2 separate regions of the Mus musculus genome follow, and region 2 is linked to region 1. The links are chromatin contacts, called in public promoter capture Hi-C maps. All regions are on one chromosome and are shown on one strand. Each heading gives the region's core, a stretch centred on a gene start, on an enhancer-like site or on the middle of the called end of the contact. The rest is flanking DNA. Distances are from core to core; before and after follow the strand shown.

What was found. Promoter capture Hi-C pulls out the DNA fragments that hold promoters and counts their contacts.
Region 2: a promoter capture Hi-C map of liver shows a contact between it and region 1, with 7 times the contacts expected there. The contact joins the promoter of Zfp280d here to the promoter of Ice2 in region 1. A contact is called at or near these places in 3 of 39 promoter capture datasets (cranial neural crest, liver and pre-B cells).

What each region holds. Positions count from the first base shown.
Region 1 is chr9:69,396,229-69,402,173 of GRCm38.p6, reverse strand. It overlaps Ice2 (interactor of little elongation complex ELL subunit 2), which reads right to left and starts at 4,176. Exons shown (of 16, transcript NM_145618.3): 1 at 4,121-4,176; 2 at 3,087-3,228; 3 at 1,593-1,697. The coding sequence starts at 3,127.
Region 2 is chr9:72,272,048-72,277,872 of GRCm38.p6, reverse strand. Zfp280d (zinc finger protein 280D) reads right to left here and starts at 2,985. Exons shown (of 22, transcript NM_146224.5): 1 at 2,844-2,985.

The DNA.
Region 1 (5,945 bases), core at 2,927-5,426:
TATTTAAAACTTTATATTTGTGTTCATCTTAAATATATTATATATGCATGTGTGTATTTGTAGGTCATAAAATTAGGAAGTGAATCACTAGTGGAGAGGAAGATTTTTTTAAGGGAGGTGGGAAATCAAGGGGATAGTTAATAGCATGTAGTAAGAAAGCAATGAGTTATTATCTGGGGCAGAAAGGGAACCAGCTTGGGCAGTAGAGAGAACATGGACAGAGGGAATGAATGGGAGCACAGTATAATGGAATGTATGTATGAAGATGGCATGATGAACCCATTATTTTGTATGGTAACCTTGGAAAAACAAACAAACAAACAAACAAACACCACCAAAAACCAACAACCAAACAAACAAAAAACCAACCCTCAAATAAACAAACAAAAAACACAAGAAAAAAATGTCCCCAAATCCAGACTAAAGGGCTTAGGGAAGGCACTGGAAAAGAGAGAGAGAACAGAGAGCTTTTCAATAACCTCTCTCGTTACAAGACACATGTACTCCTTGTAGATACACAGGTCAATCCTGGAGGAAGAAAGAAACTTCCAACAGGTGGAATGAGAAAACAGGACACCAGAAGAGAACACGCAACCCAGACAGAGGCTTATGTTCCTGTGTTTTTTAATAATCTACTGATTTGCCTTAAATTGATAAGTCTTACCTACCTATACTTTACTGCTGTGGAAGGACCACACATTTGTGTTAATGTTTGCTATACACTTTACATGTTTATCATTCCTCACTTCTTGTCAGCACATATACACCTATGAAGTTCAAAGGAAAGAAGAGATAACAGAAAAGAATGTGGAGGGGAGTATTCAAAACAGAAACTTAAGTATATCCAAATGTTGATCAAAAGCAAGAGAAAATGAAGACAGAAGTGTAAGTAGAATAACAGACTGAAAGAACACTGAGAAGATGGAAAAGGTGGGGAGAGAAAGAGTTCTTCCACTGTAAAAGCTCATAGGATCACAGAAGATCTCAGCTCCCTTGCAGGAGGTCTCTAACTCCCTATCCCTGGTCTCCAGAGTAACCCACAACAGAACAGACACAGCCAATCAAAAAGGGAGAAGGAGATGCTACAGGCATGAGAGCAGGAAGACTGCTGAGTAGTCACTTTTATACCAGAGAAGGAAAAATTCTTCTGACAATTTGGTACCATCTATTAAAATATAAAATATACACAATAATTTGTATGACTTTACCTTACAGAAATAACTGCAGAATTTTAAAAAAAATTCCCACACAGGACTTGCTACAGGGATTTAAAGTACATATATAAAGAATAAGCAATTATTAATTAAGATTAAGGGTAAAATATTATACGTATACATGAAAAACACAAACACTGATTTTTAATGACAGAATTATGTTTTATGGTGTTCTGATGAAATTACAACTATGATCTCATTCTGTGTATATAAATATACAGCTGTGTATGGAGAAAGGTAAATATCAAAGTGTTATCAGCAGCTTTCTTCTATTTTTTACATTTTTATAATTCAAATGTTTACTATGATAGTCATAAAATTTCAGTTATCAGAAAAACAGCAATGAAATGAAAAATTAAATAACCAAGTGAATATTACCTGTTAGACAAAATATAGAGTTCTTTTAAACTTGGAGCCATGGAATGGTCTTTATAATTTTCTGGAGAGAAAAATGCTTTAAGGCCATTTTTGGGTGTAACATCCCTGTGGAATAAAGTAATTTATTTGTACTCGACAATTCAAAATCTCATGTTAGACAAAGAAGCATAATGTTAGAGCTGTAAGTTATAACCTCTACCCCAGCTTTTCCCAATCACCTCCTAGCCAGTATAATTTCATGTACCAGATCTTGTGTATTTACATGTTTTACTTCTTAGATAGCTTTAAGCTTGGAGCAGTGTGAAATTCTCAAGGTCCATAGTTTGTTTTCCTGTAGTATACAAATAACTTCAGAAGCTTGAACAGTAAAGGTGGGACAGAATGACATTTAATCAAGGGTCTGTCAGGGCCAGGGCTCACCTCTGGCATGAATGGTAATGTTAAAATGTAACAACTTATTTTTGATTTGGGTACTATTGTGCCAAGTGAAAACACTGGCCCTCCTATTTACTGTTAACTTGATCTGACTTGATAAATGGGGTGAATGACAGGTGTTTCCTAAACCCATCTCTAAAGTGATAAGTTCTATAATATCAAAATTAGTTTGAGACTAATACAGCCAATGTTGGTTAAATGAAAGAAATAAAGAATTGAAGTACTGAGATTAATTTAAGGATTAATCTGTGGGAATGGAAACTGTAACACTTCAAAATCACTTTGGTATCACAGTGCCAGAGGTGTGGGGGAGCATCTGCACAGCACAGAACTATCTAGGGAATACCTAGATATCATGAGAATACCTAGTTCTAGTACTAGGAAGAATTGTAAATGATTCAGTACAGGTTGGACATGGTGGAACACACCTTTAATCCAGCACTCAGGATGCTGAGGCAGGTGGATCTCTCTGAGTACAAGGCCAGACTGATCTCCATAGTGAGCTCCAGGTAAGCCTGGAGACCAGAGAGACCCAGCCCCCACCCCACCCCAAAATATCCCATTATAATTGAGACTGATACGTTATGGTCAATGTTACTTGAGTGAAGGAATTAAACTGAAATATTGACAACAATTCGAGCACTTCTCCACAAGAAAACTGTAATAATGATATAAAATTATAACTAAGAACTTGAGTGTTAGGTTGTCATTTTAGGAATTGAAATCTTTCCAGCTAGGGGGCTGGAGAGATGGCTCAGCAAATGTCCTGAGTTCGAATCCCAGCAACCACATGGTGGCTCACAACCATCTGTAATGGGATCTGATGCCCTCTTCTGGTGTGTCTGCAGACAGCTACAGTGTACTCATATACATAATAAAAAAAATCTTTAAAAATCAGTCAGCTATAACTCAACAAACTTGGTATATGAACAGGGTAATTTCTGAGACCCTGGTGGCTAAAAATTATAAAATCTCTCCAGGCCAGAAATCTCCTTTCCTATGATACCCACCATCCCCAGCTTGTTCCTTCACAGTGGATCAGGAAGAGGACCAACTCACCAGTTCAGCCTTGGTTCACTCATGGTTATGCTAGAGCTCATCTTCCTAGAATTCTCCTTCACTCTAGCCCACAATTATTTCAGCTGGGCAGTGAAGGCTCCCAGAGAGTGAGGGTCGGATCCTTCCTAGAGTCTACAGTTAACTGAAGACAAACAAAAGGTCAAGATCAAACCTATATCACCTTGGGTCATAAAAAGCCTTTGCTTGATTAGCATCTACCTCAAGTGACTAAAACACACAGGCAGGCAGAACGATTCTTTGTAGCAAAGATCCGTTCCCTTTAACTTATGCAAGGAGTGTTAGCCTCAACATTAGCTGAGTTAGTAAGACCCCAAACCAGAAGGGTGCCCTGTGTTCTCGCATTGTTTACATTATGGCAGGGCTGTCTTCCCTTCCCCTCACTCCCTTACCACCAATACAAATCGTGTTTCCATTTCCTCTAGTTATATACAGCTATGGAGGCGGTCTATGACATGCGATGCACACAGAAAAGGCTCTCTGGATCCCAGGGACCGTGTCCTTTTCAAAGAGAACTTTGCACTTGTGACACTCAGGTGCGAGCAACTCCAGAAAACAATTCACAGGCACCTTTAAAGGTGTCATCGGAATTAACGCTGTAGCTTGACTTCTTCACTCACGCTGGGTGTCTGTCCCTGTCATCCCGTGCGGCCTTGAGATACTTAGGAGTCCAATGCAGGAACTGGCCTCTGGGTCCCTATGGGGTCTCAGGGGCGTCCCTCTCCGCCTACCACCTACCTCTCCTTTCCCCTGAGTGTGGGGCTGAGGGGGAGGGGAGGGAACTACAGAGAAGCAAAGGGAGACAAAAGTATCGGGGAAGGAGAGGGGTCGAATGAGGAAAGCCTTAGGGCCTGTGAGGGAAGCCGCCGAGGAAGACACGTGAGGGAAGCCGCCGAGGAAGGCCTGTGAGCAAAGTCCGGTGAGGCGCTGCCTCAGACCCGCGTCGCCATGTTCCCTCTCCCGCCCCTCGCGTTCCCGACGAGCCGGAGTCGGCGCGCAGCCGCCTTTCCGCCCACCTCAGGGTCCCAAGCGGCTCTGGCCCCCGAGAAAAGCCGACGCTTCCACACACGTTTTGTGCTGAACTCACTGCTGCCCGCCTACGAAGGCCTCATTTAAAAGCCCCGAGGGCGCCCGCACGGCCGCGCGTGATGACGTCACGCGAGCGCCGCGGGACGGGCCTGCGCGCGAATGCAAAGGGAGGACTGGCCACAGTGTTAAGGGACCAGGTAGACCCAGGCTGTAACTTCAGGCTTCCCTCATTCTGATCCTGACTCGTCAGTAGTTTTTATGTGTGTGCTTGATTGTCTGTCTGTCTGTCTGTCTTAGAAATAGTGTCTCAAGTAGGGCAGGTTCACTTTAAATATCCTATGTACTCCAGCCAAGGCTAACCTTGAACTTCTCATCCTTATGACCCCCACATCCTGAGTGTTGGGATTACAGACATGCACTACCACCACACCCCATGTATACGGTGTTGGAAAGGGAACCTAATCTTTCAGGATGACAGGCAAGCACCCTACCAAGTTACATATTCAGCCCCTATCATCAATTTTTATTACATACAGATAAGGGTTTTGGAAAGGTCTAAATAAGACAAAGAATGAAGCTATATTTAGCGCACTACTCAACACATACTAGGCTCTCATTACACCCAAAATCTCCACTCCACTCTCTTTTTCATTTTAGAGATAGGCCAATGTCTGCTAGTGGGCCTTCGAGTCTCTCACGCTATTCTTGCAGCAATTCATTAAAAAGAGATGGATTAAGCACAAATATTTTCTGTTTGGTGTTGAGTGCAAGAAGGACCAAAACTAAAACCGGCTTTTCCAGAACTTCTGATTTTTGGGACTCTAAGTCATCGTGTGTAAACGGATCAAAAAAGAGAGTGACGAGCCACTTTAAGTGTTACTGGGGCTGGAGAAAAGGCTTGGTAGTTAAGACTGTTTGCTGCTGTTCTTCCAGAGGACTCAAGTTCAGTCCTCAGCACCCACATGAGGTGGCTCACAAACATTTGTTATCCAGCTCCTGAGGATTTGGTACCTACCCGCTGCCCTCCTACCTGCTGCCCTCCGAGAGTACCCAAACACATGTGGTACACACATGGAGACATTTAAATAAAAATAAATCTTTTAAGACAAGATGTTGTGGCTAGAACCATAAATGATGACCCCCTTTTAAGCTGGGTGTGGTGGCGCACGCCTTTAATCCCAGCACTCGGGAAGCAGAGACAGGCAGATTTCTGAGTTCGAGGCCAGCCTGGTCTACAGAGTGAGTTCCAGGATAGCCAGAGCTACACAGAGAAACCCTGTCTCGAAAATAAATAAATAAATATTTAAAAATAAAAATAAATAAATAATAAATAAATAAATATTCCCCTTTCAAGTTTACTCATCTTAATCTTCCCTCTTTCACTTGCTTGAAATATCTGATTCTCTTCTATATGTCTTTTGTGTATTTTCTAGTAACATTACTGTTTTAACACACCCATGATGTTATCTTTCTTTCACTTCTGAGTCCCCCATGAAGTATCCATTGTAAGGTAAGGTTGGTAGTCCCCAGTTTCCTCAGTTTTTGCTTATCTTGGAAGATCTTTGTTTCCCCCTCATTTCTGAAGAATAGCTCTGCTGAGTATAGTGATCCTGATTGGCAGTTGTTTTCTTTCCTGACTTGAAATATGTCATTCTGTGCTTTCCTTGCCTGTAGGGCTTTTACTGAGAAATTTCCTCTTACTCTAATGGGGCTTCTATTAAATGTGATTTAGTGCTTTGCAGATTTTACAGTTCTTTTCTATCACGTATTTAGCTGTTATCTTGCTGCTGTTCTGGGGATTTAACCCCGAGC
Region 2 (5,825 bases), core at 1,736-4,235, 2.9 Mb before region 1:
ACAGAGAGACCCTGTCTCAAAACAAACAAACAAACAAACAAACAAAAAAGCAAACTACTTCAGTCCCTCAAAAAAGGGGAGGGAAGCTATTCAAGGTTATAAATGTATTTAAATATTTTATAAATTTCTCATATTTCCAAAGTTACTTTTGAAGTAAATAACAATGTTGCCAATAATATCCTGTCACCTAAAACTGTTTTTTTTTTAATTAATTTTATTTTATTTCATGTACATTGGTGTCTTGCCTGCATGTTTGTCTGTATGAGGGCATCAGATCCTCTGGAACTGGAGTTACAGACAGGTGTGAGCTGCCATGTGGGTGCTGGAATTGAACCCAGGTCCTCTGGAAGAGAAGGTAGTGCTCTTAACCACTGAGCCATCTCTCCAGCCCCCTAAAACTGTTTTAATGTAAAAAAGCAATTGCTTCAATTTACATTGAAAAGTTATTTGTATAGTTATAAATTATCTAGTAAATAAAACAGGTGTTATTCTTTTACTCTTTTTTTCTACAAATATAATGTTGAGAAGAAAAACACTGAAGGAATGACATAATAGGCTTAAACCTGTGAGATATTGAGATTTACAATTCAACTACCTTATGGCTCACTACTGCTACAAAAGTCCAAATTTTCAAAGGCAGGTTTTCCAAGTTTCCAACTGTTCTCCAGGCCTTACCAAGGGATAGACAATTCCAAAGGTTTTTGTTGCTTTTGTTTGAGACAAGGTTTCACTATACCACCCTGCTGGCTTAGTCTACATAGGAGGATCCACTTGCCTCAGCCTCCCAGAGTGTTGGGATTAAAAACATGCCCCACCAGACTGGCCAATTACAAATTGATTAAACTGAGCATATTCTAGTCTCCAAAACTGCTCCTTTTCTTCCTAACTCCAGTCATTCCTAGAATGGATTCTATTTTACCAGAGATGAAGGTGAATTCATACTAAGCACTAAAACTATGCCAGACTACATGCTAATTGCAAAAGGAACAGTTTCAATAGTCAACATTTTAACTGAGACTAAAGCTAGAATTACTAATCATATACTGTCTCCCCACTTTTTATAATATGAAGTGTTCCAGATGATTTATGAAATATTGTAAAAAAATAATTAAGCCTGAATGTATTCAAGTTTTTTAGCCCTAACTTTATGTACTAAATGCATTTTAGCAAATATTTTTCTTGGGTGTGACCATGGTATTCTGTTACGGTAGTATAGAGAAAGTGGCCTTTATCTTTTCTTTATTGATATACATATCCAGTACTTAGGGGTGAACTGTAACGTCTTTAGCAATCATTCACATATTCAGCAGACTGAGACAAAGCAAATGTGACAAAATGTTTACAAATATTCACACTAGGTGGTAGGCATCTGAACATGCTATATTCAACTCCCCAGTGTGCTTGGAAAGAACATGACCACTAATAACATCTAAAGATAACAAATGATCCAGAAATTAGAGTCTAATGGCAAACGGAGTTTCTCAAATGTGGAGGCCTGTGCCTCCTCACCTATTCTCAGGAACCTCACTGCAGTGAAAATGGGACATAAAATACTGAGGTGAGCTGAATGAGGAGTCCTAAAACTTAAGGTTCCGTAATGGCCCCGGTAGCCAAGCGTTCTCATCGTCATTTCTGAGGCTGACCTTCAAAACTGCTCTGCCAACAAAAACGTCTCCGAAAGTAGCCCAAGGTAAACATTGACACCAATGACAGATACAACCACTCAAACTCAAGGATGGCTTTAGTGCAGATGGTGGACCATCAAAAAGCACAAGGTCCTCCAACCCGGTCCCTTCACCCTATCAGTTACATCCAAACAACTTGAGTTGGTACAGTCATCTCTCAAAACAAGATAGCACACAGATGCCAAGGGAAGGGTTTTGTACCTTCAAACTCTTACTTCCATCGTGTGAATTTATGGTTAAGGGCACTAAAAGACGTCCAAGTATTTAGATGATTCAGTCCAAACTTGAAAATAAAGCCAAATGTTTAAGTATGGCGGACTATTTAAAAAAAAAATTTTTTTTCTTCGTGAAGCCAAAAGTCTCCATGCTCGCAGCAGGTTAACGTCCATTTTTTTCCTAGCATATTTCTTTCCTAACGGGTTACAAATGCAGGTTGGTCGTGAAAACACCATCTTCTTGCGCAGGCTAAAACCTCAGCGCGACCACTCGTTTGTGGTTTATTAAGTGAAACCTGCAACGCACAGCTGGAAAATCTGTCAGGCTCGGTTCTCCTCAAAGCCCTCCTCTGGTAGACAATAGCGGGGCTATGGCAGAGTGGGGACATTCCTTTGACAAGAAAGGTGGCTAGATAGGAGCGGTCGTCTAGCACAAGGTAAGGCCTCTGTGGCTGTTATGGCGAACGCCAGTGGGGTTCTGCTCTTGCGTGAAGAGTCGAGTGGGTTGGGTTGTGAGCTCGGGTCTCCGCCACACACACACACACACACACACACACACACACACACACCCGCGGACAAGGTACAAAGGACCGAGGGGAGTCGTCCCCCGAGAGCACAGCCGGGCTGAGAAAGCGATGGGAGGATCTGCGCGGTGGCGAGGCGACGAGGCGAGGCGACGGCTGGGCGGCCCTGTACTGTGGGCCGCCGCGCCGCCGGCCGCCTCGCCTCGTCGCGCCGGGAACCCTCCCGCGCCAGGCCCGGCAAGATGGCGGGCCCGGCCCCATGCGCAGCCGGCCCCTGCCCTGCCCGGCCCGGGCGCTCTCGCCGACGCGCCGCGGCCCGAGACCCCCACCCTGCGCCCCCGGAGTGCGGCGGCGCGGCCGCGCGGGAGGGCCTTCGCGGGCGGGCGGGCGGGCGGCCGCGCGGGGCGGGGGACGCTTACCGTGAGCGGAGCGGCTCGGCCTGACTGGAGCCCTGAGGAGGAGGAGAAAGAGGAGGAGGCGAGGGAGGAGCGCGGGCTGTGTACGCCGAGGCCGCTCCGGCTCCCATCGCGGAGCGGGGCTGCTGGGCGCCGTGAGGGGGGAGGGGGCTGTCGCGAGCCAGGGCGCAGTGCCTCATGGGTAGGCTCCGGGTTGGCCTCGCGCGTCCGCGCTCCCAGTCTTCCCGCCAACGCGGGAGGCGAGCGCGGCCATATGCGCCGTGCTGCGGACCTCGAAGGCCCGGGCCGGCCGGGCCCTAGCAGCCGGCGAGGACACGCGGGGACCGGGCTGAGCTAGGCCGTGGCGCTCATGGCCGCCTCAGGCCTAGAATTTGTAGGCACTCAGCAGTGAGTTCCATCCTTCTCCGTGTGCGAGGGTTAAAGGGCATGGGGAAGGGTGTGAGAGGAAAAGGAGATGAGTTTCCAGGATAGTACCACGTTGTTTTTGGAAAGTACGTTTTTGTTTGGGTATCTTTTTCACTCCTATTGTATGAATAGTAATCCGTAATTGGAGGTGGAAAAAAATGGCCGATGTATTTATAAGAATACTTCATCGTAAGTCGGATCTGTAAGGAAACAGACACCATGTTATGTCCGAAATGTAGATGGACATTTGTGTGTTTGAACGATGTCAGATTTTGTTAAAAAAAAAAAAAAGAAAGGAAGGAAGGAAGAAAGAAAGAGGCAATAAAACGAGGGCTGGAGAGATGTAAAATGAGTAAGAGCCCATGTTGCTTTTCTAGAGTGCCCTAATTTGGTTCGCAGCACCCCATGGTGGCACACAACTACAGTTCAGGGGATCTGATGCCCTCTTCTGGCCTCGGTAGGCACCAGACACTAAAGTGGCACACAGGCATATATACAGACAAAAAAACACAGATACACATAAACTCAAATACTATGAGCTACCTTCTATCAAATAGCCTCAGTGTCTATAGATACCAGGCTCTCGGCGATCAAAGCTTCTTTTATTCCAGTCTTAATTACTAGCTCAATACATTTCATACTTAGAGAATGGGTACAAAAGGTTTAAAGAGACCAGCAGATTTCAGAGGACAAAAGCAGAAAGCTGATACATATATAAAGTGAGTTGCAGATACTAAGGGAAGGGATCTGGGAACCCAATAGGAGGCCAGTGGAGCTAGGGCTGCAGAACAGGACCACAGGGGGCTAGAAGCCAGAGAGGAGCAAGATCCATTAGAAAGACAGAAGGAGGACACTGCAGGTGGGCTAAGCCCAGTATTGTGAATTTAGGATTTGTCTGCCTATCACTTCCTTGAAAGAGACACCAGGTGGTCAGGTGAGAGGTTAGCAATTCAGTCACCATCTCAGTGTTAGGTACCTATATTATTAGTTTTCTAACTGAACTTAGAGAATGAATCCATGTGCATAGAAAGGGGGGTTATTAGAATGACTTATAAGCAACAATGGCTGGCTATGGACAAAAAGTCCAAGAATTCAGTAATTGCTCAATTCAGGTTGGATGTTTCAGTGGGTCTTCAAGATACCCTGGAATTCTAAAGGAGTAGGTAAAGAGGGAGGTGTTGTATCCCTACTTGGTTCTTGATTGTGTCAATAAAAAGGGGGGAAGCCAATTGCTGGACGAAAGAAAAATGGTGGGACTTGCAGGTCCCAGAAGAGAAGGGACACAGGGAGAGAGGAATTTGGACCAGGATTTGGATGGAAAGGGAAGCTGAAGTCATGTAGATCTTGGGACACTTAGAATTATTGTAGCCTCTGCTGCCAGCAAGGACTGAGAAGGTTGTGGGGAGCTGGCTGATAGAATTGGGGCAGGAAATTCTTTACCCAGCTGTTGAGTTATCTGGCTAGCTTTAAAATAATAAAACTGTCTAATGTTTTCTATCCATGTAGCTAAGGTGGACAGGAGAAGAAAGAGGGCAGCCAGGGCAGTTGCTGGTGGAAGTTAGCCTGAGAGGGTTGGGGGAGCAATTGCAGCTCCTGGGAAAAATGACCAGCTGGTCATTGGCAGAGCTGAATGAGACTGGTGGTGGCAGATCACAGAGCTAAACCCAGAGAGGCTGGAGTGCAGGCTGTGACACCAGGCAAGGTTGGTAACAGGTTTTTAAAATTACACGCAACAAGTAGGCTATAAGGCTGAAAAAGTATAACCTAAAAACAAAATTCTAGGCCTTTAGGCCCAGGCTTAAGAATGTGACCTTTGTGACTCAATGCTCCAAGGCATGCTAATCATAAAACAGATAGCAACATTCCTCCACCCACCCACTTCCTGGGTTCAGGAAGCGTTCATTCAAAGAAAGTTGCCTTGACTCTTGCTGGAACCCGCTGTGCAAAGGTGCTATTGTTAGAGGCTCCTAGAAAACTGTCTTGACTTTCCACCACCTCATGACTCTTAACTGGTATTTTTGGTATTTTCCAACAACGCCCTCCCCACCTCCTTGAGTTGTGGTTTCTTCCTTTAAATACCCCCTTACCCAACTACTCGGGGTGCCAGGGGTCCTCTACCCCTGTGTGGTATATGACTGTGGGCCCAAAAGCGCTCTTGAATAAAAGTCCTCTTGCAGTTTGCAGCGAGACCGTTTCTCGTGAGTGATTTGGGGTGTCGCCTCTCCTGAGTCAGAATGTGGGGGAGTCCTCATGTTGTGGGTCTTTCAAGGCAAGTAAAGGAATGGAATCTCTAAGAAAGCGAGGACACATATAAACCCTTCTGCCTCAGTGGGGTAGCAGTGGTGCACACCTTTAATCCCAGCACTCACTCAGGAGGCAGAGGCAGAGGCAGGTGGATCTCCAAGTCTGAGGCGAACCTAGTGTACATTGTGAGTTCCAGGACAGCCAGGACTTCACAGAGAAACCCTGTCTCGAAAAAACCAAAGGTAAAAATAAATAATAAAATAAATGAAAAACATCAGTCTTCGTCACCACAGTGTCTCTGTGTACAGATAAAATATGTGATCCTTCTGCTTCTGC